2 separate regions of the Mus musculus genome follow, and region 1 is linked to region 2. A link is a contact called in public HiChIP or PLAC-seq data. All regions are on one chromosome and are shown on one strand. The core of a region is the stretch at or near the end of the contact, and the rest is flanking DNA. Distances in the headings are between cores, read along the strand shown.

Region 1 (4,233 bases), core at 1,628-4,127, 92 kb after region 2:
CTCCTCCGATACGGAGACCTTTATCACCACCTTCCAAAGCATTCACTCTTTCATCAGCCCTGGCTGGAGTCTCCTGAAAATGATGGAATTCTCATTATGATGAGCCCAAATACCTCGTACCTTCTTAAAGTGACTCCCACGATGTCCCCAACCGTATCCTGTCTGTGACCAAAGACTGTCTTTCTATTTAGGACCTTTTCCATTTGTCCCAGCTCTCTCTTAATCTTGTTTGTGTTTCTGACCTATATAACTTCTTGGTGTAATGAGGGCCATATGTTTTCTTTACTTACCTACAGGTTAATGTGGAAGCAAATGGAAGGTGCTGTCTCTCTTCATTTCCACAGCACCTCCTCAGTTTCTCTTTATGTAAACAAAATCCAGGGTGCACTTCTGATGGCTGACATTCCATGCGTGCCCACTCCACTACCAGCTTCCCAGATGAAGAGCTTTGTCATGCTATGCAATGCTGCGCCCATTGTTCCTCCCTCAGACTTTTGACCAGCAAGGAAATGCACTGCTCAGCTACTTAGCAGATGTCCTTGTGAGAGAACCACAGCCCCTCTTAAGTTCGACAGGCCCTCTTAAAAATCAGAATATTGACCACATCTTCATGGCAAGAGATGCTGGGAACCCATGACCCTGATGAAAAGCAAAAGGATCCCAAAGCAAGATTGAATTCTCATGAATGGATCTCTGACATGTGCGAAAATGCTAGATTTTTAGAAGTATTGAGTATATGCATCTTATGGGGGAAATCTATGAATTTCATTAGATATTCAAAAAAGTAGGTCATGCTCCAGAAGTTCCTCCCAAATGTGGGGCTCATCCGAGGGCTCATCTTACGTTATTGCTGGCACGTTCCATGAGCATGTGGGGAGTCATGGTAGAGACACCGGCCAGAGGCTGACGTAGCCAGAGGCTCCTGCCCGAGCTTCCAGACTCTCCTGCCCTAAAAGTGGGAATTTACATTTTGTTTCTATCTTCAAAGTTTCACTAGGACATGAACGATGGTTGCATTCATTATATAATCAGAGGCCATGACCTCAGTAACTACCCAAAAAGGATTCCTGGGACAGTAACTGCAGGTAGAGGTGGTCGGGGGTGGGGTGAGGCAGACAGGACAGGGAACAAGGCTTAGAGACCAGGAAAGATAGTGGAGCTCCTGAACAGATGAGATGTTCAGAATCTGCAAAGGTCCCTAAAGATTAAATTCCAGTGAAAAGCCCCCAAGGGCAAATGTGCCCTGACCTGCCGAGCTTGGCATGGGAGGTTCCTGTCTTAGTTACTGTTATCATGGCAAAGGCAACTTATAGAAGAAAGCTTTTAACTGGGGGCTTGCTTACTGCTTCAGAGGACGAATTGCTTATCATTGTGGCAGGGAGCATGGCAGCACACAGCAGATGGGGTGCTGGAGAGGTAACTGGAAGCTACATCCTGATCTGCAGTCTGCAGGCAGCAAGGACGGGGACACACACACACACACACACACACACAGAGAGAGAGAGAGAGAGAGAGAGAGAGAGAGAGAGAGAGAGAAGAGAGAGGCCCATCCCCAGTGGCACACCAACTGGGTATCAAAGATTCAAATATGTGAGCCCACGGGGGGGGGGGGGCTTTCTCACTCAAACCACCACAGCAACAGAGTCTAGAACAGGGCTTTGGAGGCAGCCCTGACTCTCTCCCCTTTCTTTACACAGAGCACCTCATTATTCTCAGACAGTGCCATTCTGAGAGCAGGCACCAAACCGACAGTGAGTTTTGGCCAAGACTTCCCTTTTTGCATGGTTGTGAGTGACTGGTGGGGGACCTGGGTGAGTGGGACAGCCTTCAGCTATGACATGCAGCACCTGTTGTAGAGGGTCTTGGTGGGTCAGCAGTGGCCCCAGGACGACACAGGTGCTAGCCAAGAGCTCAAGAGCCATTGCCATCTCCAGACCTACCTCAAGTTATGCCTCCCCCAAGAAACAACTGCTTCTGGGTTGAACAATCTATTTAGAGAGGATGGCAAGTCACACCTCACCGTGCTCCCCACCAAATCACGAATCCACCACGTCACCATGCTTTCCTGTGGACAGAGGAGTGGCAAAGAAGCCATCCTGCCGAGCTTCCTGCTCAGGCACAATGACATCTGCTGCCCTGCTGGTGACGCGCAGCCCACCCCAGGTGTGGGAACGCTCTGGCTTCTTGTAGATTGTGGTTTCCCCGTTGAGTCAGAGGGATTGGGACAGTGCTTTGAGCAGAAGGACAGGCGGGTCACAAGACATGTGTGTGTCAAAGAGATAAATTTTGAATCTTTGACAACAGGTTTATTTCGAGTAAGCTGAGTCACTGATTACATCAAAGATCGTGCCCAGCTGGAGACACTAACAGCAAAACCCAGACCTGGGGCATTTCATGGAAGTTACCGTAAACAGTTATTTTGGGCAAAAATAGATTTTCATCTATTTGTTTATTTTTGAGACAGGGCTTGCCATGTAGCCCAGGCTGGTCTGGAATATACAATTCATTATGTAGCCCAGGTTACCTTCAAACTCAATGTCTTTGTGTCTCAGCCTTACAATGTTTGGGTTAGTGTTGTTGACATTGTTGTTTTCTACAAAGCTTTAAAACACACACAAAAAGAAATGAATTTATTACTTATCGCAACTTAGCAGAGTAGTTAAATTTATAATCTGCCTTAAATTCTATATGATTGGGAGAGGGTACCAAAAAGCAGGGAAGACCCTTGGTGAGGGTTGGGGGAGGGGTACTCAGAATACCCTTGAGATGGAGCGAGTTCATCTGATGTTTAATGTGCATAGCACCAGTGAGGCTCTCCACTCTATGGAAAGAGTGAATGTCTTTCTAAAACCTCCATGGAGTCAGGCCAGGCATCTCTTCAGACGTCTGCTTCCTGAGTCATCTTTGCCTTTTCTGTGACAGACTACTGATTCCACTGGGAACACTCTAGCCATGTGGAGTCCTTCTGAGTTCCAGGAGTCTATACTGTTGGTCACAGGGAAAGAGAAGGATCACGGGTTTGACAGAGGCTCTGGGGACAGCAGGCCTGGCTATCCAGTGGACTCCACTGGCAGAGGAGGGCTGATATTTTGCTCTGGAGGGAAGCCTGGGTGGAATAGGGTTTCCTTCAGGCTGTGCAGCAGTTCAACCAAGAGGCAGTTCAGCAGAGCAATTGAGCCATAGACAGCAAGCTCTCTCCCCGTGTTTATCTCCAGTTTCCACCTTCGATTCTTCTCAGGAGACCCAGATCCCTCCACTCTCCCCACGCTCATCTAGGAAATTGGAGCTACCTCAAGGATGCCAGGATCCTCAGAGCCCATTTCTCTGAGCAGCCAGGCTGTTGTGTCAATAGTCCGAGAACAGAAGAGCCATAGATCTCAGCCAGGTAGGAGCCTCGTGTAGCCTTGGGGGGTTCAAAGGCCCGACCCCAGTATCTGACCCATCAGCTGCTTTGATCTGCTGAAGTTTCTTTCTTCTACTTCCCACAGACTTTTATGATTTTATTACATGTGTGTTTGCTCTGTTCTGTGACAATTGAGGTGAATGAATCAGAATCACCAATTGTTTTTCCTTCTAGTCTGCCCAGGTCTGTCACCCCATCCTGCTCTGACCATTTTTTTTTTTTTTTTTTAAGATTTATTTATTTATTATATGTAAGTACACTGTAGCTGTCTTCAGACACTCCAGAAGAGGGCGTGAGATCTCATTACGGATGGTTGTGAGCCACCATGTGGTTGCTGGGATTTGAACTCAGGACCTTCGGAAGAGCATTCAGTGCTCTTAACCGCTGAGCCATCTCTCCAGGCCCCTGCTCTGACCATTTAAACCCCCTCTTGCCCTCCAGTGAGAGCACAAGCACCAATCTTCCAGGCTTCACCTTTCATGCTCCCCTCCCCCAAAGCAAGCTCAGGCTCTTTCTCCAAAACAGGAAGTTACAGATAGTGAAGTGACATCGGTCCCTGGCCTCCACTGGTAGCCTCCCCCACTCTCTCCCTCATTCTGAGCAACGTCCTCTGACTAACTCCCGAGGTTCTCCTTCCTCTCTGGAGCCCCCTTGCATCAGCGCAGCTGCCTGGACTCCTCCCAATGCCCAACTAGAATTTCCAGAACCTTCCAAGCTAGGTGGCCTCCTTCTGACCTATGGACATTCCTCTGGGGCTGGTTCTGTCACAGGATTTTTTCCCCCTGAGGATTTATTGCCAGGAAAAAGAATTCCCCAAAGGAACGTTGTGA
Region 2 (4,767 bases), core at 1,916-4,415:
TGTCTCTGTCTCTGTCTCTGCTCTCTGCGGGGACTCAGATCTTACGAACACAGGTCTTTTATTGCCCATAGTTCTCTCAGACAGGTCATTTCCTAGTCTCCAGAGTTCCTAATTATCTAACCTTGCCTCTGATTTATTTATTTTTGCCTGCAAACTTAGCCCATCTATTGACTTTTCATTTTAGTTGTTATATTTTTTAATTTTCTAATTTTTACTTCATGTTCTTATTCCTTTACTTAGATTCTCATGATTTTTGTCTTAATATTTTGTTTCAAGAGTAAATTCAAGGGCCTGGGAAGTGGCTCTGTTGGGTGAAGGTGCTTACTATGAGTCTGCATCACTAGTGTGCCAGACTCGTGGGATGCCAAAATGCCATTCAGATATGAAATGCAGTCTAAGGTTGGGGTCTTAGCCCGTGTTTCTTCGGATGAGAACTAGCGGGGTCTGGGACAGGCTATGGTTCTCAAACTCCTGTGCACCCAGAGACCTCTGGGGAACTGTGAAGAATGGGGGCTCCCATCCTCCTGTGTATCCAGACGCTACTGGGGACCTCGAGAAGTTGGAATGGGCCATGGGCCTGTGATGAGCCCAGGTTGGAGGAATCCAGCATAGCTCAGAGGGAGTGCCAGGAGTGCAGAGGGGCTGAAAGATGGCCTTCTACAGGAGACTTAGGCACTGCTCTGTCTGGTGAAGGGACGAAGGCTTCTCACTCCATCCCCCACCTCCTGGTGGTCCTTGATGAAGGAGGCAGTCCTTGTTTGTCCAAACTGCTTTGCTCATGGCAGATGATGAGGTATATGACTGACTCAGGGTGAACCAGAGACTAAATACCTTTTGCAGAAAAGGATGCCTAGGAAGGGATCTCATTGGCTAAGCACTCAGGGTCCCTAGATACATCATTAGCAAGGAGAACTCTAGGCTGTGTACTACTGACGGGCTGTTGTCATGGTCCTCTTAGTGGGGTGTCATGGTCACTTGCTCCAGGACAGGAATCTGGTCAGGAGCTAGTTCGTTCAAACACCTGCTGTTCTCACTCATGAGTTTTATCCAGGTTCTGAACCTTGCTACCACCTTAGCAGTTCTTCTGTCTGGTGGCACAGTCTACTGCTCCACAGCCTACAGCCAAGCTGATGACCTGAGTTTGATCTCATGCCCCATAGAGTAGAAGGAAAGAACCAACTCCGACATGTTGTGCGGTGATCTCTACATGTGCAGAGTGGCACTTGTGTGCCCACACACATTCATACATGTATGCAGAACTAAGAAATGTAAGAAAAAAATATTTTAAAAGGGTACATCCGATTTTACAATGGTTTTCAGCATACCTCACACTAATGACATCCCATTGTTACCATCTGTTGCTTTTCTCGTTCACTTTTGTCCAGTTTCCTCATACGACAAGTGCTTTTTGCATCGGTAACTTTTTAGTGTGTATTAGTTAAATACAACAATGGATTTCATTATGAGAATTCAGACATGTATATAATGTTTTGATCATATCCACCTTATTGCTCTCGTACCCCCAACTCCACTGAAGCCCTCTTCCCAAACAACTTTTTCCTTCTACTTCCATGGCCTCCTTCTCCTCCTCTTCCTCTTCATCCTTTCCTCCTCCTTCAGCTCCTTCTCCTCTTCCTATTTCTCTTTCTCCCCCTCTTCTACCTCCATTCACCTTCTCACCTTCTGTGTCCCAATGAGTTTAATTAGGGTTGCTTACAAAAGCATGGGTAAAAAGTTATTTATAGGCGTAAAACCGTGGTAGTTGTTCAGTCCACAAGGCTGGATGCTTCAGAAGGTTCCTGGAGAGCTGCTGCTTTCTAGTTGAAAGCTTGGTTCTATTGTAGGCAAAGGAATGACCAGGGGCAGCGGCACAGGAGCAAATGAGTGCAGAGGCAAGGCGGGGGGGGGGGGGGGGGGGGGGGGGGGGGAGGCCGGGGGCGGGGGAGGTCGAGACAGGAGAAGGCAGACAGTCTTCCCTCCATTTTTTATCTGGACTGCTCCCTGAAAAAACGGCCACCCACAGTGCGTGGGGGGGGGGGAGGAGTAGGTCTCACATCAATCAAGGCAAGTGCTCCATCTAGGCTGTAGCTACCAAGCAGGGGCAAGAATGTGGGGGCTTTGGGCAGAAAGTGGACAGTTATGGGTGCTCATGCTAAGAATGCCATGCTTTCTTGCTGGGTTTTTATATTTGGACATTTTCACAGTGACAGGTGAAATCGTACACACAGTCCCCTCCTCAGTTCAGAGCAGACGCTCAACACTTCCCTCATCTACAGAGTGAGCCCAAGCCAAGGAGGAAGTGAGAATAAATTGCAATGAATGAGAGAATAACTTAGTTAGGGAGATGGTTTATCACTGGAAAAAAAATCCCCCAGTCTTACCCTGCCCTGGTGTCTCTTCACCTGTAAAATTTGACATTTTGATTGCAAAAGTAATATAAACAGACAATAAAATGATCGCTCAATAGAGAAAAGAAAAAAAATTAAATAAATATTGTATTCCTCTGGGAGAGATGGCTGAGCGGCTAAGAGCATTTGCTGCTCTTCCAGATGAGCTGAGTTCTTGACACACGTCAGGTACCCGACAACACCTGTAACTCCAGCTCCCGGAGTCTGACCCTTCTCCTGGCCTCCCAGGCACCTGTACTAACATGCCCATACCCACATGCAGACACGTAAGTAAACATGAAGATAAATCTTCAAAAAAAAAAAAAAGATTCCTTGTATGAGTAGCTGAGTAGCCTCATGAAGACAGTGCTTGATGGTTTGTTAGTTACTCATAGAGGGGTAGGGAAGAGAGAGAGAGAGAGAGAGAGAGAGAGAGAGAGAGAGAGAGAGAGAGAGAGAGAGAGAATGCTACCTATTATTTTGCAACTTCCCTTTTTTTCTTGAACATTCTTCAAAGGAACACTCTACAGAGTAGAGTAAATAGTTGCTTAAAAGAAGGTGTGGTTAAACCAGACAGTTTATGATCATGCTAATTTTAATTTTGACATGAAGCTAATTGTGAACGTTTACCTGGTACATAATTTTGTATACATATTATGCTTTTAACCTAAGAACAAAACAAATACAGCAGCAGGAACAACCCAAGTAGTGAGAGCTGAAGTTGTGGTTGGGATCAGGTGGCCTTTGGCGCCTCTGGGGACAGGTGGCAGCTGGGCCACGTGAGGGGAACTATTTAGCAGAGTGACTCAGCAGAGCCAGGCTGACCAAGATCATAATCTGTCAGGAAGATGATTGTTCTTAGTCATCCAATTTCTCTTCTACGATGTCGAAAACGCTCACTTGTCAGGTCCTCTCTGCTTTGCCAGTTGGAGCTTGGATTTTCATTTTTTCCCAGGACTAAGCAATTCTGTTTGGAGCTAACTTTTGGGGGCATCAACGGTGTTTGACTCAAGTTTGAACCCAAGATCTCCTCAGACATCCTTCAAACAAGTATCCTCCGATGATTCAGAAACCCCACAAACAGAAATGTTAGCAAAAGACCTAGGAAAGCTGACCTTCAACCATAGTGCTATGAAGCTTTCTTCTCCTTGACCAGAAAAGGACATCATCATCACCACCACCACCATCATCATCATCTCCACCGCTGGAGGGAGAATGGGTGGAGAACAGATGTGGAGAACCATGGGGAAGGTTCAAAGTGCCTTTCCCAGGAGAAGGGTCCAGACATTACTGTTGGTACAGAATGACTCTGTAGCAAAGAGAAACAGATTATAAGGATTGGATAGAGCTATTGGTCTTTGTGGAAATCAGTTTGAAGAAGATAGTGGACCATTCAGATACATCTGCTCTTTCTGCCTGGATCATAGATGGATCCTTCTGAGAATGCTGCCCTGGGGAGAAAGTAGGACAGTCAATTTAGGCTGAAATTGTACATTGCCCTTTACTGCTGATAATACTGATGTAAAAGCTTTTTTTTTTTTTTTGAGATGAAACTGTACAGAGATCATTTTGAATAATCTATGCATGTATTTTGTGATTTATTTCAGTTCTTTGGCAATCATTTTGACTAGTCTATGTACAAGTTCTGTGATATATTTCGACTCATTTGCTGCAATCATTTGACCAATCTCTGCGTGAGATCTGTAATGCATTTCCGTTCTTCTATTTGTCTGATGCTGCGATATGTCTTCCAAACTTGTCCCCATTGATCTATATGGGATGTGTAAAGTCTGAATGCAAGTGAATGATTTCATTATATCTTTATGTTCCAATTTGACCCAAAGAAGAGTGAGTGAATTCAAATACTCTATGAGCTTCAGAAGCCTAGCGTCTGAGATGAAATACAAGGATGTGAAAATATAAGTAGAATTTAGGGGTAATCTGGTTAGAAGGTAAATAATTAGATAGTCGATTTTCCCAGTTTGTAGGTATTTATCTTAATTTCCAGTAATAGATATACGGAACTGATTAAAATGGGTGTGTGTGATCAAAGTGGTTTAGGTTCCTCTTTGCTCGTTTACAAATAAACCCTGTGCATGCTCATCCACCTCAGTGCAAATGTGAGCAGGGCCCAGCCATCGGGGAGGGCCTACTGGCTTCCCCAGCCATCGGGGAGGGCCTACTGGCTTCCCCAGCCATCGGGGAGGGCCTACTGGCTTCCCCACAGTTTCTTTTCTGTACTTAACCTTACATGATATTTCCTGCCACCTGGTTTGCATCCAGAACTGTTTCTCACATAGTATATTGACTTTACTCCCTTGGCCCCATGAAGCACCATTGTGCTCAACACAAACCCGTTGTCCCTGATTTTATATTGTTG

The links. HiChIP or PLAC-seq counts read pairs in DNA pulled down with a chosen protein or histone mark.
Region 1: a contact with region 2 is called in an H3K4me3 HiChIP or PLAC-seq map of the SCID.adh cell line, with 16 read pairs. The contact joins two enhancer-like sites. A contact is called at or near these places in 8 of 484 Hi-C or Micro-C datasets (B cells, the G1E-ER4 cell line, LSK cells and 5 more), 10 of 115 datasets of contacts at active chromatin or transcription factors (CD8 T cells, DN3 thymocytes, the HPC-7 cell line and 6 more) and 2 of 9 other capture datasets (bone marrow-derived macrophages and embryonic stem cells).

What each region holds. Positions count from the first base shown.
Region 1 is chr2:128,293,039-128,297,271 of GRCm38.p6, forward strand. No RefSeq gene overlaps it. Among named protein-coding and RNA genes, the nearest start is that of Gm14009, 130 kb to the left of the region's middle. Within about 2 kb of position 2,878, at least 109 of the 459 cell types and tissues checked have an H3K27ac peak or open chromatin away from gene starts, as enhancers often do. A contact at or near this core is called in B cells, the G1E-ER4 cell line, the HPC-7 cell line and 3 more, where this site is marked.
Region 2 is chr2:128,201,051-128,205,817 of GRCm38.p6, forward strand. It overlaps Gm14009 (a long non-coding RNA gene), which reads left to right. Exons shown (of 3, transcript XR_866719.1): 3 at 3,343-4,230. Among named protein-coding and RNA genes, the nearest start is that of Gm14009, 34 kb to the left of the region's middle. Within about 2 kb of position 3,166, at least 84 of the 459 cell types and tissues checked have an H3K27ac peak or open chromatin away from gene starts, as enhancers often do. A contact at or near this core is called in B cells, the G1E-ER4 cell line, the HPC-7 cell line and 3 more, where this site is marked.